Regions from separate parts of the Sus scrofa genome. Here region 2 is linked to region 1. The links are chromatin contacts, called in public HiChIP or PLAC-seq maps. All regions are on one chromosome and are shown on one strand. The core of a region is the stretch at or near the end of the contact, and the rest is flanking DNA. Distances in the headings are between cores, read along the strand shown.

Region 1 (5,206 bases), core at 1,091-3,590:
TGTCTTTTTGCTATTTTGTTTGGGCCGCTCCCGCGGCATATGGAGGTTCCCAGGCTAGGGGTCGAATCGGAGCTGTAGCCCCCGGCCTACGCCAGAGTCACAGCAACGCAGGATCCAAGCCACGTCTGTGACCTACACCACAGCTCACGGCAACGCTGGATCGTTAACCCACTGAGCAAGGCCAGGGACCGAACCTGAAACCTTATGGTTCCTAATCGGATTCATTAACCACTGCGCCACGACGGGAACTCCCTCCTTCCTGTTTCTTTCCAAGCTGGTCCTACGGGGGCAATTAATACCTATGATGGACCAACCTTTCTTTCTTTCTTTTTTTTTTTTTTTTTTGGCTTTTGTCTTTTTAGGGCCGCACCTGCAGCACATAGTTTCCCAGGCTAGGGGTCTAATCAGAGCTACAGCTGTCGGCCTACGCCACAGCAACACGGGATCCAAGTCACGTCTGCAACCTACACCTGAGCTCAACACGACGCTGGATCCTTAACCCACTGGGTGAGGCCAGGGATCAAACCCGCATCCTCATGGATGCTAGTCAGGTTTGTTAACCACTGAACCAAATGGGAACCTCAAGACCAACCTTTCTTTTACTGGTTTTCTTTCAATATTTCTTTACACCTTGTTTCGACTCTTTTTTTTTTTTTTTTCTTTTCTGGACTGCACATGTGACATATGGAAGTGCCCAGGCTAGGGGTCAAATCAGAGCTGCAGCTGCCGGCCTATGCCATAAGCCACAGCAACGTGGGATCCAAGCTGAGTCTGTGACCTACATCACAGATCACAGCAAAGCCAGATCCTTAACCCACTGAGTGAGGCCAGTGATCCAACCGGCATCCTCATGGTTCCTAGTCAGATTCGTAACCTGCTGAGGCACAAAGGGAACTCCCTTGTTTTGACTCCTTGATTGGGAAATATCTGGGGGACATTTAGAGCAAGGAAGTCAGGCCAGGAACTAAATGATGCTCATAGCCAGCACTCAGCATTTGATAGATACTGAGCTTTCCCTGTAGCGCAAACAGGATCCATGGCTGCACTGGCGGCTTTGCAGCTATGTGTGTGGGGTGTGTGGATTCAAGCCCCTGCCCCCAGCAATGGGTTAAGGATCCAACATTACTGTAGCTGTGGCATAGATTGCAACTCTGGCTCAGATTCAATCCCTGGTCCAGGAACTCCACACGCCACCCGTGGCCAAAAAAGAAAAGAAAAGAAAAGGTGCTGAATGAATGAATGAATGAATGTTAGTGAGAATAAGAGAGATTGCAAAATTCAGACTTGGTCAGCAAATCTTTATTGAGTACCGGCTCTGTGATAGACCCTGTGGTGCATGCCAAGATAAATGGTGAACAAAACAGGGGTCCCACCGTGAACTAGAGTGTTTCTAAAATCACTAGTTCTAGCTGTATTATTCCATCTCATGTCCATATCTTTTCACTTTTTATCATACATCTAATGATCATCAGAATCACATTTTAGCTAAGGAATCTATCCATTTGATTAAGGACAAAATAGAAAGTTCTGATCTACTGTCAGCAAAAACTGGAGTCACAAGGGCCCCGGTGCTCCATTTACCCCCAACAACTAAGAATTCCCCAAATGCTAAGTTTCCTGATTTTTTTTTTTTTTTTTTTTTTTTTTTTTTTTGCCTTCTCTAGGGCCGCTCCCGCGGCACATGGAGATTGCCAGACTAGGGGTGAAATCGGAGCTGTAGCCACCGGCCTACGCAGAACCACAGCAATACAGGATCCGAGCCGCGTCTGCGACCTACACCACAGCTCACGGCAATGCCAGATCCCTAACCCACTGAGCAAGGCCAGGAATCGAAGCCGCAACCTCATAGTTCTTAGTCGGATTCGTTAACCACTGCGCCACAGCGGGAACTCCTAAGTTTCCTGATTTTTAGGGGTTCTTGGATGAGGAACCTCAGATAGAACGCATAGCATGTCCACCAGAGGGTGCTGTGGGGGCAAATTTGCGCCGGGTGGGGAGCTTGACCGCTGACCCTCAGAGCCAGGTAGGCGTCTCGAGTAATTTTTTTTCTTCCTTGGGTTTCCTTCCCACCCCTGGAACCATGGCCGCCCCTCGCCCCCCAGGTAGGTTCCCTCCTTTCCCAGTAAGCGGCTACTTTCGGGGGCTTAAAGAGTGCTTGCTTTGAAAAGACGCCTAGCTTTTGGTCCCGACGCCCCATGGCTCAGGCCCCTCAGGTCAGGGCGGATTGGGTGGGTGGGACTTCTCGGGCGCCCGCGGCCTTGCGCCGCAGGGGCGGGGAAAGGGTTAACCCGGCGGGAGGGGGAGGGGGGAGGGGGCGCGGGCCGCGCCTGCGCTCTGCCGCCCTCCATTGTCTCCACGGCGGCGAGGAGCGCCGGAGAGCGCAGTCCCGGACCAAGCAGGGCGGCGCGGCTCGCCGGGAAGGCGGCGGCTGCTGGAGCGGGCGCGACGCGACGCTATCACCGCTTCCCGAGCTCTGTCTGGCCTCCCAGCGCCGCGGCCCTCCCGAGGCCTGGAGGGGTCCGGGCCGCCGTCCATGGTCGCGGCGTCCTGAGGCGGGGGACGCGCCCGGCGCCCCCAGCCCTCCTCCGCCTCCTGCTTTCGGGCGGGCGGCCTCCTCCGGCGCCTCCCTGCGCCCGCCCGCCTGCTCGCCCGCCGCCTCCCTCCCTCCTTCCCTGCGGCTCCCCCGGCTTTCGGGAACCCGGGGGCGGCCTGTGGCGCGCCGAGCCCGCGGCGGACTGCGCCTCTTTGGACCTTGAGGGGAAACATGCGTTTGGCTTGGATCGGTTTAAATTCTTAGTTTGGGATCCCCGCCCGCCTGCCTCTTCCGCCCCGCGGGTTTTCTTTTCTCTTTTTCTTTTTTTTTGTCCTTTTCCACCTCCCAGTCTCCTTTTTGACTCCCTCCCCCTTTATGCTCGCCCAACCCTCCCCCGGTTGCTGAGAAGTGGGGGAGGGTCTCGGCCTCCAGGTTCCCGCCCCACCGGGGCCCGGGCGAGCATGGGGGGCAAGCAGAGCACGGCGGCTCGTTCTCGGGGCCCCTTCCCTGGGGTCTCCACCGATGACAGCGCCGTGCCCCCGCCGGGAGGGGCGCCCCACTTTGGGCACTACCGGGCAGGCGGCGGGGCCATGGGGCTGCGCAGCCGCTCGGTCAGCTCGGTGGCGGGCATGGGCATGGACCCCAGCACGGCCGGGGGGGTGCCCTTTGGCCTCTACACCCCCGCCTCCCGGGGCACCGGCGACTCGGAGAGGGCGCCCGGCGGCGGAGGGTCGGCGTCCGACTCCACCTATGCCCACGGCAATGGTTACCAGGAGACGGGCGGCGGTCACCATAGAGACGGGATGCTGTACCTGGGCTCCCGAGCCTCGCTGGCGGATGCTCTACCTCTGCACATCGCACCCAGGTGGTTCAGCTCGCACAGTGGTGAGTCTGCGGGTGGTGGAGGCCTCGGAGGGTGGAGTTCAAGGGAGGGCGCGCCGGGGCGCCCCACACCTTCGCGCGCGTGCGGGGATTTGGAGGTGGAGTGCGCGACCTGAATCTGTCTTCCCTTTGATTCCCGAAGCCAAGGGATGAATGGGATCCCTACCCTATAGAAAAGAGGCTTCCTGAGAGGCTGCGGAGCTGGGCGTATTAGGACTTCAGGCGTTGGTTCACTTGTGGATGCTTATTCAAGTCCCATTCATTGGCATCCTCAGCCTCAGAGAGGTCTGGTCTGGCTTTATAGCAAGTCGGCCTGGGTGCTTCCTTTCTTTTCCTGCTGCATTGTGCTTGCCTTACCTGGAACAGAGAGAGGGGTCCAACTTGACCAAGCGATGTCTCCCAGACAAAGAGTGCGAAAAGAAAGAAAATTGGGGCCAAGTGATGTTTGGATTAGGACTCTTGATTTTGCTTGGAGAAGGGAGGGGGTGCCCAGTGTTGCCACCCTGCTGGAAATCTGTTTGAATTCTTTAAAACTGAGTGGCCACCAGGCTGTTGGCATTAGACAGGTGTGGCCTGCCGGGTGGAGGGCCCAGCCAAGGGAGCCTCCCTCACAGGCTTTGCGGGACCAGGGCTCTCGTTACCTGCGATGCGTGCAGTAGGCTTGTCTTAATGACTCTTGCATCCCTCCATCTTTTTTCTTCCCCTCCGTGCTAAGTGCTAGGCCTTCCAGGTATTCTGCATCTTTCTGTAACCAAGAGGTGGTATTTTATTGCCCGGCTGTTGACACATGTCAGGGGAAAGAAGGATTCAGAGAACCTGGATGAATTTATTTTTTGAACTTCTGGTGACTGGTCAGCTAAAAGCTGGAGGAGATTTTCCCAGGCTCTAACTAGCAGGGCAGAAAAGGCAGTGGCAGGAGCTTCTGGAGGAAAACAGGTCTGTCTGCTTAGCTAATCTGAAAAGCCAGGTTAGGCTTCTGAAAAATTGGTCGGAAGGGGTGTGGGGCCACTATTTACTAATTGGCACATTGGAGTGAAGAAGTTAACATCTTCAGACTCCTTTGAGAGATTTCAGGAAATTTAGATACCATGCTGAAGAGAGATTGCTTTATGGAGGATTTATCTGTTAGATCACTGTTCTAGCTATTGTGAAATACGGTAGATTTTTTTTATCTCTATTTCTGGAAACAGTCTTGATATTTTTTCAATTCTTTAAGCTAATTGTGAAATAGCTTGCGGGGAGAAATAGTGACGAATGTAAGGTTACACTTGAAAGTGGCTTTTAATTGCTAGGATGGAATTTTAATCCCTGAACAGACCTCTGGATATCATTGGAGCTTCTCTGACCTGCATCGAACTCTGCCCTGAATGAGACGCAGGGCATTTTCAAACATTTGCTCAGCTTTAGACCTCTTGGAATTAGTCATCTTTATTATAAAATTTGGTCCAGAAAGGGTCAGCTGTATTTTGAGTTGACTGTAGTTACGTTTTTAAAAGAACTGTCATTAGTGTCTGATTTTAAGCTGAAAAGGGCTGTAAGAAGGTCCTCAAAATTCACAGAATTTTGTGTGTTGCAGAACAAATGTAATCTTACAGAGATTTGTCTGGAGAAGGAGTTCTCTTTTTGCTTAAATTTGTCTGTCTCTTACTAGAAACTTCTTTTCCATGTTCAACCACCAGGTTCCATGCTGAAGTTATGAGCTTACGATTCGATTTCCAAAATTCAGACTCCTCAGCTGTAAGACCTCAATTTTTTTCTAGTCTGTTTGTAGTGAGGTTAGGAAGAGTCACT
Region 2 (5,693 bases), core at 1,806-4,305, 260 kb before region 1:
TCTGGCAAGAGAAGCAACAGGTGTTAGGGCATACCTAAAAAGACTTAATGGGTCTCAGGCTCCCCAGCTATTCCCAGTTGCTAAGCAGATGTCTTCAAGGATATTTCTTGGGACTCTGGAAGGCAATGAACTTCATACTTTCGTCTGGTCCACCAGAGACAGAAGCAGATAGGAAAGTGTTGCTCAAGGAAGCTTGAAGATTTCAGCTTCAGAGCGCCAAGCTCTACTTATGTGCATTACCAGCCTCATAAAAAAAAAAAAAAAAGCCATATCTCAACAATAACCAATCAAAAGAATGGGAAAAATAGCCCCTTCATCAAAGCACCAATTTAAAAACAATACATTTTACAAGAAAAGTGGTGGAGTGGTATGAAGCAAACCACACAAAACGAAGCCTGAAGAAATGGAGAGAACTCTTTATTTTTCTGGCTGGGAATTTAAATTGACAAAGCTGGCAATCCTTCCCAAATATAAGTGCAGTTTAATGCAGTTTTAATAAAACTCTCAATGGGCAATTTGGTATCAAAACTAAAGGATCCTAAAGTTCATCTGAAAGAGGAAATTTGTAGTGATAACCAGGATTTTTGTAATAAAAAGGGGACTTACCTGTAAGATATTAAAATTTTAATAACTTGGAGTTCCTGTCGTGGCGCAGCAGAAACGAATCCGACTAGGAACCATGAGGCTGCAGGTTCTCGCTCAGTGGGTTAAGGATCCAGCCTTGGCGTGAGCTGTGGTATAGGTTGCAGGTGCGGCTCGGATATGGCGTTGCTGTGGCTCTGGTGTAGGCCTGCAGCTGTAGCTCCGATGTGACCTCTAGCCTGGGAATCTCCAAACGCCGTGGGTGCGGCCCTAAAAAAAAGCAAAAAAATAAAAGAAAATTTTAATAACTACAATTGTTTAGGGCTTATTGAATATATGATAAAGATACCAAGAGGATGAAAGGGAATATAAATACATATATACTTAATGTGAATTTCTAAGAACTTGTGCTTTAGAAAAGCTCAAATGTATACAGATAGAGCAATACTAAGATGCTCATTGAGGTGCTATTTATACTATGTAAAACTGCTAACAACTGTATTAAGAATATGTTCATATATTACTTGCAGAAAAAAACGAGGGGTAAAAATTACTAATTTTATTTTTTGGCTGTGCCCCCCCCCCACCCCGTGAAATTTCCCAGGCCAGGGATTGAACCCATGCCACAGCAGAGACAACGCCAGATCCTTAACCCATTAGGTCATCAGGAAACTCCAAAGTTACTGATTTTAAAAGTGAAAAATCTTAAAATGGTAGTAACAGTATAAATTCAGAAAGAACTCTAATTTCCTCCTCCTCTCCACAAAAATGGCATCAAGCACTTTTCTGATGACATTTTATACCAGGTTTCTCTCTTTGTGCCTAAAATAGGCACCGGAAAAGTTCATGAATCAGCAATCCGGACCCTCTCTCTTGGCCGTTTCTCCACCTTCAGCCTGGCGTGGAGCGCCGAGGGCGGCTTGGACAATTCTAAGCCGGGTTCCCCAGACCCGTCCACCACGACAGCGCCCGGATGCCAGCTCTCCGCCGCGTCTTTTGTAGAAAGTCATTAGAGACCCAAGTGGGCGGCTTCACCCTCAGAGCGGAGGAGAGAAACCAACTCTGTCCCGAGTTCCAGGAAATGGGACTGGGAGTCACCCCCGCCTCCCGCCCCGCTTCTCCCGGCTCTGCCCGGGAATCCGGCTGCGCCCCTCTGCCCCGCCGCCTCCGGGGACCGCGCGCGTCCCGGGAAGCCCCCCGGACTCACCTTCGTCCTTCCCGAGGGCGTCCCGTGCACGGTTTCCGGGAAGACGCCTCGGCTTCTCAGACGACTGCCTTCCTTCTGGGGGAAGAAGTCTTCGAACCCGAAGCCCCTGGAAAGGGCCGCGTCCCAGCGCCCCCTGCCCTCGGCTGTGGCTGTGGGTGCCGCGCGCCCCGCGCTCCCTCTGGCTGCGTTAGGCTGCTCGGGACGCCGCCGGGGAACTGGCAGGCCTTTCCTTTCCGGGGAAGCCGGGGTTCTGGACTGAGCCCCGCCTCTGCGGGCGGGCCCCCAATCCGCTGGTTCGGCCGCCGCTTCGCGGTCTGGAGCCCGCCCGAGGGCTGGGAAGTCCGACACGCCGCCGCCTCTGCGCTTTCACAAGGCGCTTGCAGCCAACGGGCTCAGGGGGCCTTGGCTCCCTCAAAGCCCTTTCCCGGTGGTTCCTCCTGGTATCCTCCTCCTGCCCTTTTCACACTCCCCTCCTTCCCCAATTCCGTCAGGAACTGTTTACAGCACCCTCCTGGTGCCCGGGCGCTCTCCTTAGGGCTGGGGATTCAGAAAAGAACAAGAGCTCAGGAAAGGATTTTCATCAGGACAAAGTATGGGAAAGATTAGATGAGCAAAGCACTGAGAGCTGGAGAGAAGTTTCTTGTGTCTGCTTCGCTGTATGAAAATATTGGGGGTGGAGGAAGGGAGTGAAGGAAGAGATACACTTAAATGACCTTCCTTCTCGGAGGTCATGGCAGAGATTTGTGTTTTGATGTGTCATGTTTTACAGCCGGTAGCTGTGTCCCCAGCTAGAAAGTACAGAAGGAAGGTCATTCATTTACTCATCAGTCTGCTTCCGCTACAGGATAGAATTGGATTGTATGAGAAGACTTTTTGGATGAAGACCTGGTGGAGGATGTCTGGGGCTGTTGATGTGTTTATTCGAGTTCCCCTGCTCTCGGCCTCCATCTGTTGCATCATCCGTTTTCCTCTTATCTTAGGTCAGGTTCTCTAGAAGCAGAGTCTGAGAAAGAGAATCAGGCGCATGTGATTCACTGAAGGAAGGCTTTCAGGATAGAGTAAGGTAGGGCTGGGGTTGGGGTGGAGGAAGCTCAACAAGGATATGGCATCAGCGGAGACTAGCTTCGGCCAGATTCTGTGGGCAGCTGGAGAGCATGAAGCTCTGGAGCAAGAGGCAGCTTCTGTTTTGCTCTGGATAGATCACCAGTTAGGTGACAAAGAGTCTTAAAAAAAAAATTTTTTTTTTAGGGGCGCACTCTCGGCGTATGGAGATTCCTGGGCTAGGGGTCTAACCGGAGCCACAGCAACGCCAGAGCCGATCCGTGTCTGTGACCTACACCACAGCTCACGGCAATGCCGGATCCTTAACTCACTGAGCGAGGCCAGGGATCGAACCTGCAACCTCATGGTTTCTAGTCAGATTGGTTTCCACTGCGCCATGATGAGAACTCCTTTTTCTTTTTTTTTCTTCTTCTGTCTTTTGTCTTTTTAGGGCCGCAGCTGCGGCATATGGAGGTTCCCAAGCTAGGGGTCTAACAGAGCTACAGCTGCTGGCCTACACCACAGCCGCAGCAACACCAGATCTGAGCTGAGTCTGCAACCTACACCACAGCTCACGGCAATGATGGATCCTTACCCCACTGAGCAGTGCCAGGGATCGAACCCGAGTCCTCATGGATACTAGTAGGGTTTGTTAACCACTGAGCCACGACAGGAACTCCCTAAGAGGGACTTTCATAGCAATAAATACCTATATAAAAAAGAAGAAAGACCTCAAACTACCAAACTTCACATGTTGAGGAACTAGAAAAAGAACTAAGCCAAAAATTAGCAGAAGGAAGGAAATGACAAATATAAAAGCAAAAATAAATGAAATAGAAAATCCAAAAACATAGAAAGGAGTTCCCGTCGTGGCACAGTGGTTAACGAATCCGACTAGGAACCATGAGGTTGTGGGTTCCATTCCTGGCCTTGCTCAGTGGGTTGAGGACACGGCGTTGCCGTGAGCTGTGGTGTAGTTTGCAGACGCGGCTCGGATCCCGCATTGCTGTGGCTCTGGCGTAGGCCGACGGCTACAGCTCTGACTGGACCCCTAGCCTGGGAATCTCCATATGCTGTGGGAGCAGCTCTAGAAAAGGCAAAAAGACAAAAAAAGATAAGCAAACAAATTCTTAGCTAGACTAAGAAAAAAAGGGAGAATATTCAAACGAATGGAATCATAAGTAAAAGACACTACAATTGATGTCACAGAAATAGAAAGGATCAAAAGAGACTGTGATGAACAATTACAAGCCAACAAAATAGAAGAAATTAGATAAATTCCTAGAAACATACAGCCTACCAGGACTAAATCATGAAAAAATAACAAGTTGGTACAGACTTGTAATGGAGATTGAATCAGAAATCAAAAACCTCCCAAAAAAAGAAAAGCCAAGAGCCAGATGGCTTCACTAATCAAATATTTAAAAATAAATTAGGAGTTCCCGTCGTGGCGCAGTGGTTAACGAATCCGACAGGAACCATGAGGTTGTGGGTTCGGTCCCTGCCCTTGCTCAGTGGGTTAACGATCCGGCGTTGCCGTGAGCTGTGGTGTAGCTTGCAGACGCGGCTCGGATCCCCCGTTGCTGTGGCTCTGGCGTAGGCTGGCGGCTACAGCTCCGATTGGACCCCTAGCCTGGGAACCTCCATATGCCGTGGGAGCGGCCCAAGAAATAGCAAAAAGACAAAATAAATAAATAAAATAAATAAAATAAATAAATTAACACTAATCCTTCTCAAACTCTTGCAAAAAACTGAATAGGAAAGAATGATTTGAAGCTCATTTTACAAGTTCAACATTATCCTGATAGCAAAGCAAGACGAAGAGACCAAAAGAAAGAAAGCACAGGCCAATCTTCCTGATGAACACAGATACAACAATCCTCAACAAACTACCAGCAAACCTCATCCAACAACACAGGAAAAGGATCATACACTCTGACCAGGTGGGATTTATTCCTGGGATGCAAGAACACTTCAACATATGAAAATCAATTAATGCGATGCACCACGTTAACACAAAAAGGATAAAAACATATGATCATCTCAGTGGGTGCAGAAAAAGCATGTCACAATATCCAACGCTCTTTAGTGATAAAAACTGTCAACAAATTAGGAATAGAAAGAAATTATCTCAACATAATTAAGGCCAGTTATGACAAGCCCACAGCTAACATCATAGTTAATGGTGAAAAAGAGAACACTCTCCTGCAAGACCAGGAACAATGTAAGGATGTCCACTTCTTTTTGTTTGTTTGTTTGTCTTTTTCCTTTTCTGGGGCTGCACCCACGGCATACGGAGGTTCCCAGGCTAGGGGTCCAATCGGAGCTGTAGCTGCCAGCCTACGCCAGAGCCACAGCAATGAGGGATCCAAGCTGAGTCTGCAGTCTATACCACAGCTCACAACAACGCTGGATCCTTAACCCACTGAGCAAGGCCAGGGATGGAACCTACAACCTCATGGTTCCTAGTCGGATTCATTAACCACTGAGCCACGATGGGGAACTCCGGATGTCCTCTTCTATTCAACACACAATGGAAGTGCTGGTCAGAGCAATTAGCCAAGAAAAAAACATCCAGGAATTCCCTGATGGCTTAGCAGTTAAGGATCCAGTACTGTTGTGGCTCAGGTTGCTTCTGTGATGCAGATTCAACCCCTGGCCTGAGGACTTCTGCAGGCCATGGGGTGTGGCAAAAACAAACACCAAAAAAACCCCTCAAAGTGTTAGAACTAATAAATGAATTCAGTGAAGTTGCAGGATACAAAATCAACATGCAAAAATCAGCTGTGTTTCTATACACTAAAAACAAATAGTCTGAAAAAGAAATTAGGAAAACAATGCCATTTCCAATAGCACCAAAAAG

Evidence for each region. HiChIP or PLAC-seq counts read pairs in DNA pulled down with a chosen protein or histone mark.
Region 2: a contact with region 1 is called in an H3K27ac HiChIP or PLAC-seq map of alveolar macrophages. The contact joins the promoter of MLKL here to the promoter of ZNRF1 in region 1. A contact is called at or near these places in 1 of 47 Hi-C or Micro-C datasets (embryonic fibroblasts) and 1 of 2 datasets of contacts at active chromatin or transcription factors (alveolar macrophages).

What each region holds. Positions count from the first base shown.
Region 1 is chr6:12,665,941-12,671,146 of Sscrofa11.1, reverse strand. It overlaps ZNRF1 (a long non-coding RNA gene), which reads left to right and starts at 2,340. Exons shown (of 5, transcript XR_002344499.1): 1 at 2,340-3,418.
Region 2 is chr6:12,921,208-12,926,900 of Sscrofa11.1, reverse strand. MLKL (mixed lineage kinase domain-like protein) reads right to left here and starts at 3,055. Exons shown (of 11, transcript XR_002344504.1): 1 at 1,790-3,055.